Regions from separate parts of the Pan troglodytes genome. Here region 1 is linked to region 2. A link is a contact called in public Hi-C data. All regions are on one chromosome and are shown on one strand. The core of a region is the stretch at or near the end of the contact, and the rest is flanking DNA. Distances in the headings are between cores, read along the strand shown.

Region 1 (5,148 bases), core at 2,105-4,604, 160 kb before region 2:
AAGGCTCCATGAGTCCAGTAAGTAAATTACATAGAGAACCACTCTAGATCATAAGATGGTAATTACGTGAAAACAGCAGCCGCTAGATCTATAGTAAGCCTGCACTAACTAAATTCAGGAAAACAATGAGTCATAAGCTGCATAAATTTGTCATTTTGATTCTTTAATAAATTAGCAATATAAGAATCAAAAACCAAGAAATATATTATCACATTACACTTAAATATATCTGTTTTGAGATGGTTTCTTTACTCAATTTATCCATGACTACATTTTTTTTTCATTTTCTCACCAACATATCTGCCCATAGTTAGCCCATTAATTGCCAATGATATTCAAGAGATGTTTAATATTAACCGCCACACTAGGACAAATAAAAATATTATAATAACAAAACAAAACAAAAAAATTCCTTAAAAAGGCAGAAAATGGATCACTATTTCTGCTCCTCTTCTCAAACCAAAGGAGAGAAGATTCACAAGTATACTTGGATAAAATCCCACTCAAGTCACATAAAGATATATAAAAAGGAAAACCAAATAGCATCTATATCAAGGATATTGGATTATCAAACAAATGAGAAAGTGCGCATAAGCAAAAGTCAGTGAGAATAATTAGGTCATGAAAACGTGCTTAGACAGTAGCCTAAACACCATATAACAAATAGGCTAAGCATATCTCACAGCTAAATGGGGAAAAAAAAAACCCTAACACCCAAAAGTTTCCTAGGTATAATAAAAGTCTGATGCTAGGGTTGAACCATTATTCACTAAACATTTCTTGAGTTCTTACTATGCACAAAGGTGCTGGAAGTATACAAATGTGATTTAGACATGGTTTTCACCCTCCAGGAAATTGAAACAATTTGAGAACAAAGCTCTTATAAAATAAAGCAGAAGGTGAAAACTGAAAACTTACTGGCGGCATTGGGGGGTGGGGGGAGGAAGTACCATGAGTGTTTACAAAAGTGAAAACTTTTACCTAAGGAACATGAGTAGGAGTTCAATAGACAGAGGGGGACTGGAAGACAGACCATTTAAAAAGAATCGTATGGTATGGCTATTTCTCAAACTTCAGCATGCACTGTTATAATGCAGATTCCTGGGCCCCATCACTGTAAGTTCTGATTCAGGTCTGGGATGAAAAACAGGCATCTGTGTTTCTAGTTATCTTAGTCTATTTGGTGTTGCTATAACAGAATACCAGCTGGGCACAGTGGCTCACGCCTGTAATCCCAGTACTTTGGGAGGCCAAGGCGGGCAGATCACGAGGTCAGGAGATCGAGACCATCCTGACTAACACGGTGAACCCTGTCTACTAAAAATACAAACCATTAGCCCAGCGTGGTGGCACACGCCTGTAATCCAAGCTACTCAGGAGGCGGAGGTGGGAGAATCGCTTGAACCCAGGAGGCGGAGGTTGCAGTGAGCCGAGATCACACCACTGCACTCCAGCCTGGGCGACAGAGTAAGACTCTGACACACATACACACACACACACACACACACACGTCCAGAATACCATTGACTGGGTAATTTATAAAGAAAAAATTGATTTCTCACAGTTCTGAAGGTTGGGAGGTCCAATTTCAAGATGCTGGCATCTGTTGAGGGCCTTCTTGCTGTGTCATCCCATGGCAGAAGAGGAGTAAGAGCAAGAGAGCAAACTCACAGCCTCAGGCCCTTTGATAATGGGCATTAATACATTCATGAAGGTAGAGCCCTCATGGCCTAATCACCTCTTTAAAGTCCCACCTCTTAATACTGTTGCATGGGGGATTATGTTTCCAACACATCAACTTTGGAGGACACATTCCAACCATAGCACCAATAAACACTACAGGTGATTCTGATGTAGGCATTTCATGAATCATTTTGTGAAACACTGATTTGGAAAGCAAAAACTACAAGGTAATTGGGAAACATTAAGTAGACCAAATTATTAAGGAGAAAGAAGCCCTGTGGTTGTAAAGAATGCTTAAAGTCTAATCACAGAGCATGTCAAGAAGACACTGGTATTTGCCTATGAAAAACTTTGAATTGAAGGAAATAGTACATCTGAACATGCACATATTTATCACATGTATCAGATAATATCTCCCCTTTGTTGCACTTCCAGACACACACACACACACACACACACACACACACACACACACACACACAATATGAGGAGTATAAATATGCATTCTGACAAAGTTTAAAATTAGGGGGAAAAAAACAACTATTTAGAAAGTCAGCCTTTCCCCAAGGTTTTCTTATTAATTATACCTCCAAAAGACATCACCAGGGAGGAATGGGTGTGCCCTGCTTTTACAGAGGTCACTGTCAAATATCCTGCCAGCTCTGGTGTCATCATCCTCACCACTCCAGAGAAATGACAAGAGGAATGTGACTCCTCCCATTCAAAGCTCCATTAGTTTAGAGCATGGTGAGTGACATCAAAATTACAGCCACTAAATAAAAACAGAAATTTTCATGGGTCCTTAGTTTTCAAAACTGACATGCGTGTGTTGTCTGAATGAGCTCCAGAGTTAGATGTGTTTATTTGACATGAAGTAGCAGAGAGAGGGAGGAGAGGAGTATTGGTCTCCATCAGCATTCTCATACTGGCAACCAAAGAATTATTTCAGAAGTCATCAGCAAAGATGTTAATTATGTTCCCAAGTCCCAAGTTATGATGACACTTCACCATCAACAAAATAAGCATCAGTTTGGTCCTTTTACTCTATACTTATTACTATGCACTAAGAGCTGTGCAGAGTAAAGTTGATTACCACTCAGAATAGCAAATATCTACAAATACAGTGTTGGCATTAAACTCCTGCAGTTAAGTTAAAGCTCAGAGAATACGGCAAAGAGCTCCACAGAGCTCAAAGAATGGAAGTGGACAGAATACAATAACTGAATTGGAATCAAGCCAAGGCTTTTGAAGATACCAGCCTCTCTCCCTTCTATTTAAGTGGGAATAAATGTTAAAGAACATCTTAAACTATCCCAAAAAGTCAATAGGGCAAACTAATTTAATATAGCCTGGCTGATATTTTGTTTCTGAGCTCCGTCTTCAAAATGTACTATATGAGGGAATAAGAAAATGGGCCATTATTGCCATAAATTAGGTCGGCAGCATTAGGCAAGAAGAGAACCAAAGGCTATACAATCACGGAGCCCCAAGCACCACCTGCCGGCTCTGCTTTGCTCAAATTCTCTGGGAAGGAAAATGGGAATCTTGTGAAATGGAAAGCTTCCCAAGAGGATCACAATTCCATCTGAAAAGCAAAGCTGTATAAGAAAGGAACTTCCAGTTCTGGGAACAGTTAACTGACAAAAAGACATTCCATACATTCCATGAAATTCCTTAAACATTTGGCAAGCCTCATGGAACACTGGTAGTGGAAATTCCTTCCCAAGGTTATCTCTAACCCTGAGCAGCATTTGTGCTGTTTTTCTTTTACATAGGCTTTACTCTTTCTTCAGCAGTCTGCAGCTGGCTTGCCTCTAACGTTTTTTATACAGCAGAGTGTCTTCAAAGAAGCTAAAATTGTTCTAAGCGCTGCTGTTTAAATCGATCAAATGAACTGCAAAAATGTTTTAGCATGCCACTCTTTATTTCACTATGCTAATGAATTATCACTATTTCCATTAAAAGAAGTCTTCATGAATTATGTATAAAAACAAAAACTAAAATCTTTCAATAAAACCTGGAAATGTGGGCTTTTGGTAATGTTAAGTAATTAACATTAATCACTTTACATCTGGAATGCCAACATCCCCAAAAGAGCAGAAGAGCAGAATAGGAAATAAGGTCATTTGTTTTCTACTCCAAGGGGACCAAAAATGTAGAAATTTGAGCTTTCTAAGAAGAGAGGTACTTGATAAATGCCATGCATAATTAGGAGTTTCTCATTGCTCATTTCTTCATACTTTCATTCTATTATGCCCACATCCTTGCACGCCCAACTCCATTCACTCTTTCCCTCGTTCTCGCATGAGAGGACCTGCCCCTCCATCTCTCCATTTTCAGCTAAACCAAATTTCACATCTAATCAGAGCTCAAATCACGTCTTTCCTCCAAGTGTTGAATTCACTCCCCTCTTGACCCAAGTAATCTTTACTTATTTCAGGTGAAAACTTACTCAATTTATACCACAGCCTCTAAGACACAATCACACAAGCCTGAGTTCCTCGAAATTGATATGTAGGTGCTACATAATGCAATGTGGTTGATCAATGATCATTCTAAGTGACTGATGTCCCCTTAAAATAGTCACCTTGAATACTAAATGCAAGAAATGGTTCTGCTGCTCAAAGCATTTCTAAATGTTCTCTTCCTAAAGTTTTATGATCACATTATTTTGATTATCTTTGGTGGTGGGAAAACCAACAATTCAGTTCAGTGAGTATTTATTAAGGACTTTACAGTAGATGGCAATTTTAGAAATTTTTAGATGTTTACTATAAAAGGATTGATAAGTACAAAAAATATTTAAAAAGTGAACAATTCAGAAGAGCAAAAGGTTACATGGAATTGAGAAGTAACTAAAAGCTTCAAGGAAAAAATGCCATTACAAATACACTTTGAAGGGTGGGGTAGGAGTCACTAGGTTGAGCCTGGGTTCGGCAGGTGGTCAAAGGTAAAAGTTGGGGCACATTCTTGCAAGATGAGTGGCAAGAGAATGTGAAGTGAGTTTAGAGAATGGTAAAATAAACCATAGATTTCTTTTTAGAAGTCCAGTTTCATACGGTCCATTTTAAAACTAGTATCTCCTTTTCCAACTTCAAATCCTTTCTTACATTTTTCTACGTAAGGTTTTCTGAATCATCTCACTGTGCATATTGTCTTTTATCATACTTTCAACCAAAGAGAAATACAATGATAAATTACCAGTCTCACTTCCTTCTAAAAGTTGCTACAGGCCGGGCACAGTGGCTCATACCTGTAATCCCAGCACTTTGGGAGGCTGAGGCAGGCAGATCATCTCAGGTCAGGAGTTCGAGACCAGCCTGGCCAACATGGTGAAACCCCGTCTTTACTAAAAATACAAAAATTAGCCGGGTGTGGTGGCGGGCACCTGTAATCCCAGCTACTCGGGAGGCTGAGGCAGGAGAATCACTTGAACGCCGGAGGCACAGGTTGCAGTGAGCTGAA
Region 2 (5,060 bases), core at 2,220-4,719:
TTTTTAACATTGAGATGAGGTTTTGAGAAAAAAGAAAGTGCTTATTACCCATTAGAATATTTTAGACACTCTTGAAGAGAATCAAAGGGAAACACAGATTCAAACTTTGTTAACTGTGACACCCAAAACCTTTCCACGGACACTTATCACAATGGATATATCCAATCATAAGCAAACTCTTTCCATATAAAATTTGTTCAAACTCTAATACATCCCTTGTTTTTATATACAGTTCCTTCCATGTAGTTAAAGGGCACCTATTTTTAATGCTTTTGTAAAATAATAATATTTTACAAATTACATGAATTAAAGGAGAAAAGAATACAGTTGTTGATCTTACATAAAAAATCATCTATTTCCTGGACCATAAACTTTAAAAGCCATGTCATCGAGTTGACAAATTGTCTTCAGATACTGCAAATGCTACTGTATTACGATTTGGTTTTCTTTACAAGTAAAAGATTCATCAGAAATCCACTTAAATTTCAGAAAAACTTCCAAGAAATTTAAAGGGCATCTCTCTCACCAGGAATCCTGTCAGTCTTGCATATTTCAATGTGGGAGTAAAGATGTAAAGATTTCTTCATGCAAACTAATTAAATTGCCACTGGGACACACAAGCTGGACCAAAAGACATTAAATTGTAAAGAATGGCTACAAATTAATGGAGTTACAAGTATGATTATTTTCCACCATCACCTACAACCTAAAAACCTAAAGTTAGCGAAGAGTTAACACTCTTGATTTAATTTTGCTATGAGAACTTTATTTTAAATAAAATTCCTTATCACTGAGAACATAATTATTCAAACCAGAGGAGGAAAGGGATGTAAAACTACTTAGAAAACTCAAGTACAATATCCAGCATCTATAGCTCCTGAATTTAGTACTAGCCAAATCTTCAGCCAAAAGAGAAACATTACATGGGTCACCCCTAGTCAAGAATTTGCTAATGTACTGAAACAAGACGGGGGAAGATTTCAGGACACATCTGAAGAAATAGCAACCACTTAAATCCTTCTTGTGAACCTTCCTGCAAGGCGTACTGCGGTGGTCAGTTCTGACCATAAAGGCTGGAAGAAAATGAGAGAAACAGGCAAAATCATTTTTTTTATGCAAGACAAACTTGCAGACGAAACAGAAATCGAGCAAAAAAAGCGCTGGGGAAAAGTATCAGTTAAAAAGGGACCCTTTTGTCAGATTTCTAATGAGGGCTCCGTGGGTAATTTATGAGTGTGGCAGAGCTGAATAAACAAAGGCACCAGTTGACAAGTCAGGAGCTCCCGGTGGCACACACAGCTAGAACGCTGAACTGGACAGTCAAATGCAGGCAAAAGTGTGATAGAGCATTTTTATTGTCATTTCTTCTGTCCGTCTTATGCTCACGTGACAGTTTACCTGAAATCCCAAACAGCCTGAAACCCAACATGCCCCTGAGGAAGCACCTTTATGGTTAAAGGTGCTCTTGCCGCTTTCAGAGGGATCTGCTTCCTGTACTTCCTGGTGATTCAGCCACCTCTTTCACATTGCTTTCCAACCTCTAAGCCCTCAAGATTGATAAAACGTGCAGATTTAAAGATTGCTCAATCTAGTACTACACAGACTGTATGAAAAAGCTGTAAAGTTTAAGACAAAGACTCATCAGGACCCGCACTTACTCTTGGGTTGGGCAAACTGACAAGCAATTTGAATCACTCCTCGGTCCTCGGCAGCTTTTGCAACCACCCGTCAAGGCAGGTGACTTCCTTACCTGCATAGAAGCGGATGAGGCAGCCAATCTCCGAGTCCATGCCTTCCTCCTGCACCCTCCACAGCTCCCCAAATCCCAGTTGGAAGAGGTAGTCATTTTGGATCTGCAATGGCTTCTCCTCCGCCTCCAAGCGCCGGGTGGTCTCTCCGTGGAGCTGCACGTACAGGGTGGGCGGCGGGGGCGGCGGAGGCGCCTTCTCCGCGGTCACCCCCCTCCTCCCGGGGGTAGACTGGAGGCCTCCCGGGGCCACGGCTGCCGCTGCCCTCTCCTCGCACGACCCCTCGCGGACGGCCCCGCCCGGGCTGTCAATGGCCCTCGGGGCTTTCTGCTGCGGCTGAGGCGAGGAAGCCGTCTGGGGAAGCGGGAGGGGCTGCGCGGGGTGGCCGGGACGGCGGGGCTGGCCCGGGACCCCCGTCGGGGCCGAGGCTGCGTCGGCCTCGAGCTCTTCCGACGACGAGGAGCCGCCGCCGCTGCTGTAGGGGTCCAACCGGTCAGACACGCTCTCGGCGCTGGGACTCAGACTGAAGCTCTCGGTGTCGGAGACCACAGGCCGTGGGGCGCGGGGCGAAGAGACAGGGCCCCCAACGAACGGCTCGCCGGGGCTGGAGTCCGAGGGCGCTGGGCTGGCGCGGCGCGACCACCCGCCCGGGCCGCCGACGGGCAGGGGTAGGTCGGCGGGGGGCGCGCGCGGAGGCCCCCCGACGGCACCCGGCGCGCTCCTCGCGGGCGGTACCTCCGAGTCCCGCGGCTCCGGGGGCGCCAGCCGGGGGCCGGCCTCGGGGGGCGGTTCAGCGGGCTCCCGGGCGGCGGCGGCTCCGGGCCCCTGGCCCAGCACCTTCACCACGCCGCCGCCTTTGTGGCCCAGCTGCAGCAGGCGGGCGGCCACCTCGCCGGCCGTGGTGTCCAGTGTGCAGAGCACCGGGCGCAGGTAGGTCGAGGCCATGTGGCGGTCGAAGACGTGCACGCAGCCGCGCTGGAGCTGGTGCCTCACCCAGTCCCGGTCCGACGGCTGCAGCTGCAGCGTCTGCCGGTGCTTCAGAAGCAGCGTCTTCCTGTCCAGGCTCCGGGTGCACAGCGACGCCGAGGCCGAGCAGGAGGCGGGGAGGCCGGCAGCGCCGGGGGAGTGCGAGGCAGCAGCGGCCGAGGACGACGACGACGACGAGGCGGCCGCGGCGGCCGCGGACAGATTCCTCTTCAGCCGCCCTCTCCTCAGCAGGAGGGAGTTGGCGCCGCCGCCGGCCCCGGGTACGGGGGCAGCCCCGCCGGCAATGGGCTGGGGCGCCCCACGCCGCCTCCTGCGCCCGGCACCCCCTGCTCTGCCCGGCAGCGGCCCCGGCGGCGCCTCGCCTGGGGCCTCTTCCCGCGCCCCGCCGCCGCTGCCGTTCCCGCCGCTCGGGGCCGCCGGGGTCAGCGCGGGCTCCGGACTCCGGCCGCCCCCGGCCGCCGCCGCCAGAGCCGCCGCGGCCGCCGCTGCTGCTGCTGCTGCTGCCGCAGCGGCGGCCGCCGGAGCCGAAGCTCGGTCCTCCCTGCCGAGCTCGGGGAGTCGCTGTACCGTGGCCGCGGCGGCGGGCTCCATTGCAGTGGGGCTTCGCGTTTCCCCCCCAGCTCCGGAGGCAGCGGGCGGAGAGGGAGGCGATGAGGCGGAGGTGGGAGACGGCGGCGGCGCGCGGAGAAGGGAGAAGCCAATGGCGTTGTGCGCGGCCGTTCCAGGGGATTATGTGGCGATTCGGAGCATTCCGTCGGTGTCTCAGTGTTCCATCCCGCGCGCCCGCCTCGCCGCCACCGCCCCCCCGACACACGCCCTCCCCGCCCGGGTCGCGGGCTCCCCAGCGCCGGCCCCGCCCGCTACCCCCGCCTCAACCCGGCGAACCAGCCGCGGATCTGGGCTCATTGAATATTAATCATGCGCCGGGAGCGGGAAGGCGGGAGGCTGGCAGGGCGGGAGGGCCGCGTGTGCCTCATGAATATTCATCGCCGGCATGACGGCATTCCAGGGAGGAGTGGGGAGAGCCGGGGGATGGCCGGAGGCGGAGCTTCAGGGTAAACAAACGTGACGCGTGCGTACGAGGGCGGGGTGGGGGGCAGTTTCCCGGGAGGTTCCTGAGCCGGCCTCGGAGAGGGCAGTGAAGACCGACGCGCGCGGTAAACCTTGGGAGTTGTGGTTCTCGTAAGGGGATCAGCAATCCCGAGGGAAACATGGTGGACTACAAGTCCCAGCGGTCCTTTGGTTCTGCTTCTCCTGGCCGCCAGCAGCTGGCCGTGGCCAGTGAGTATTGTGCCCTCTGCCGTTGAACTCTGTGCCAGAGTTCTTAATGAACACGAATGCTCATGTTCATTAACTTGTATTTTACCCGCACTCCAGCTTGCCAGATGACTTTTATTTTCCCTACTAATTAAAGGTGAGGGCTTTCAGGGACTGTAAACAGTACGAAGGTCCCAGGTCCTGGTCCTCACCTGCGCCCATTGTATGAGATAGAGATACACACCCGTCACACCACAGCATCACTGGCAGTCTGAGTGGGCCAACCTCACTTTTCCCCCCACTTTTTCAAGACCCAGGAAGACAGGCAGCGTCTGGGAATTCTAACTAAGGCTGTCGTTGAATGTGCTTGTTCGAAGGCACAACCCTAAGTCTGTCCTCTCCCTCTCCTGTATCTGAAAAGGAAAATAGCAAAGGACTGAGGTTTCATTGTCTCCCATTGCTCTTGAAGTCTGAAGTAGTTTAATGACACGGAAAGCACTGGTAAGTAGAAGAAACATTAGAATGGAGTATGAGATGGGCTTTTTCCATGTGTTCTGTCTTAACGTCTTCTCTGGTTTTTTTCTTTCATCATTCAGGGGAAACAAAATAGTTTCTACTGCCACAATGTTTAGTCGTGGTCTGAAAAGTTGTATTTTTCGTCAGTTGAATCAATGTTGTAATCATTGGGCAGTTTACTATTTAAAAGAATGTTGTACACCTTTTTAATTGAATTACCATTCCCCCAATTGCTTTGTAATTCGGGGTTTTTCTTTTCTTTTCTTTTTTTCTTTCTTTTTTTTTTTTTTTTTTTTTGCCACAGAGTGGGTCTGTCGTCCAGGCTGGAGTGCGGTAGCGCGATCTGGGCTCACTGCAACCTCCGCCTCTCGGGCCCAGGTGATTTTCCCACCTCATCCTCCGAGTAGCTGGGACTACAGGGCGTGCCACCAAGCCCGGCTCATTTTTTGTATTGTTTTAGTGGGGGTGGGAAGTCCCTTCATGCTGCCCCGGCAGGTCTCAAGCGATCTGCCCGCCTCAGCCTCCCAAAGTGCCGAGATTACAGTCGTGAGC

What was found. Hi-C and Micro-C count contacts between places; a contact is called where the count stands out from the background.
Region 1: a Hi-C map of stem cell-derived neural progenitor cells shows a contact between it and region 2, with 5 times the contacts expected there. The contact joins the enhancer-like site here to the promoter of PHLPP1 in region 2. A contact is called at or near these places in 1 of 7 Hi-C or Micro-C datasets (stem cell-derived neural progenitor cells) and 1 of 1 datasets of contacts at active chromatin or transcription factors (stem cell-derived excitatory neurons).

The regions. Positions count from the first base shown.
Region 1 is chr17:72,922,102-72,927,249 of NHGRI_mPanTro3-v2.0_pri, reverse strand. The region is part of intron 4 of PHLPP1 (PH domain and leucine rich repeat protein phosphatase 1); the gene reads right to left. Among named protein-coding and RNA genes, the nearest start is that of PHLPP1, 160 kb to the right of the region's middle. Within about 2 kb of position 3,354, at least 8 of the 24 cell types and tissues checked have an H3K27ac peak or open chromatin away from gene starts, as enhancers often do. A contact at or near this core is called in stem cell-derived neural progenitor cells, where this site is marked.
Region 2 is chr17:72,760,146-72,765,205 of NHGRI_mPanTro3-v2.0_pri, reverse strand. It overlaps PHLPP1 (PH domain and leucine rich repeat protein phosphatase 1), which reads right to left and starts at 3,469. Exons shown (of 17, transcript XM_523952.7): 1 at 1,751-3,469. The coding sequence starts at 3,326.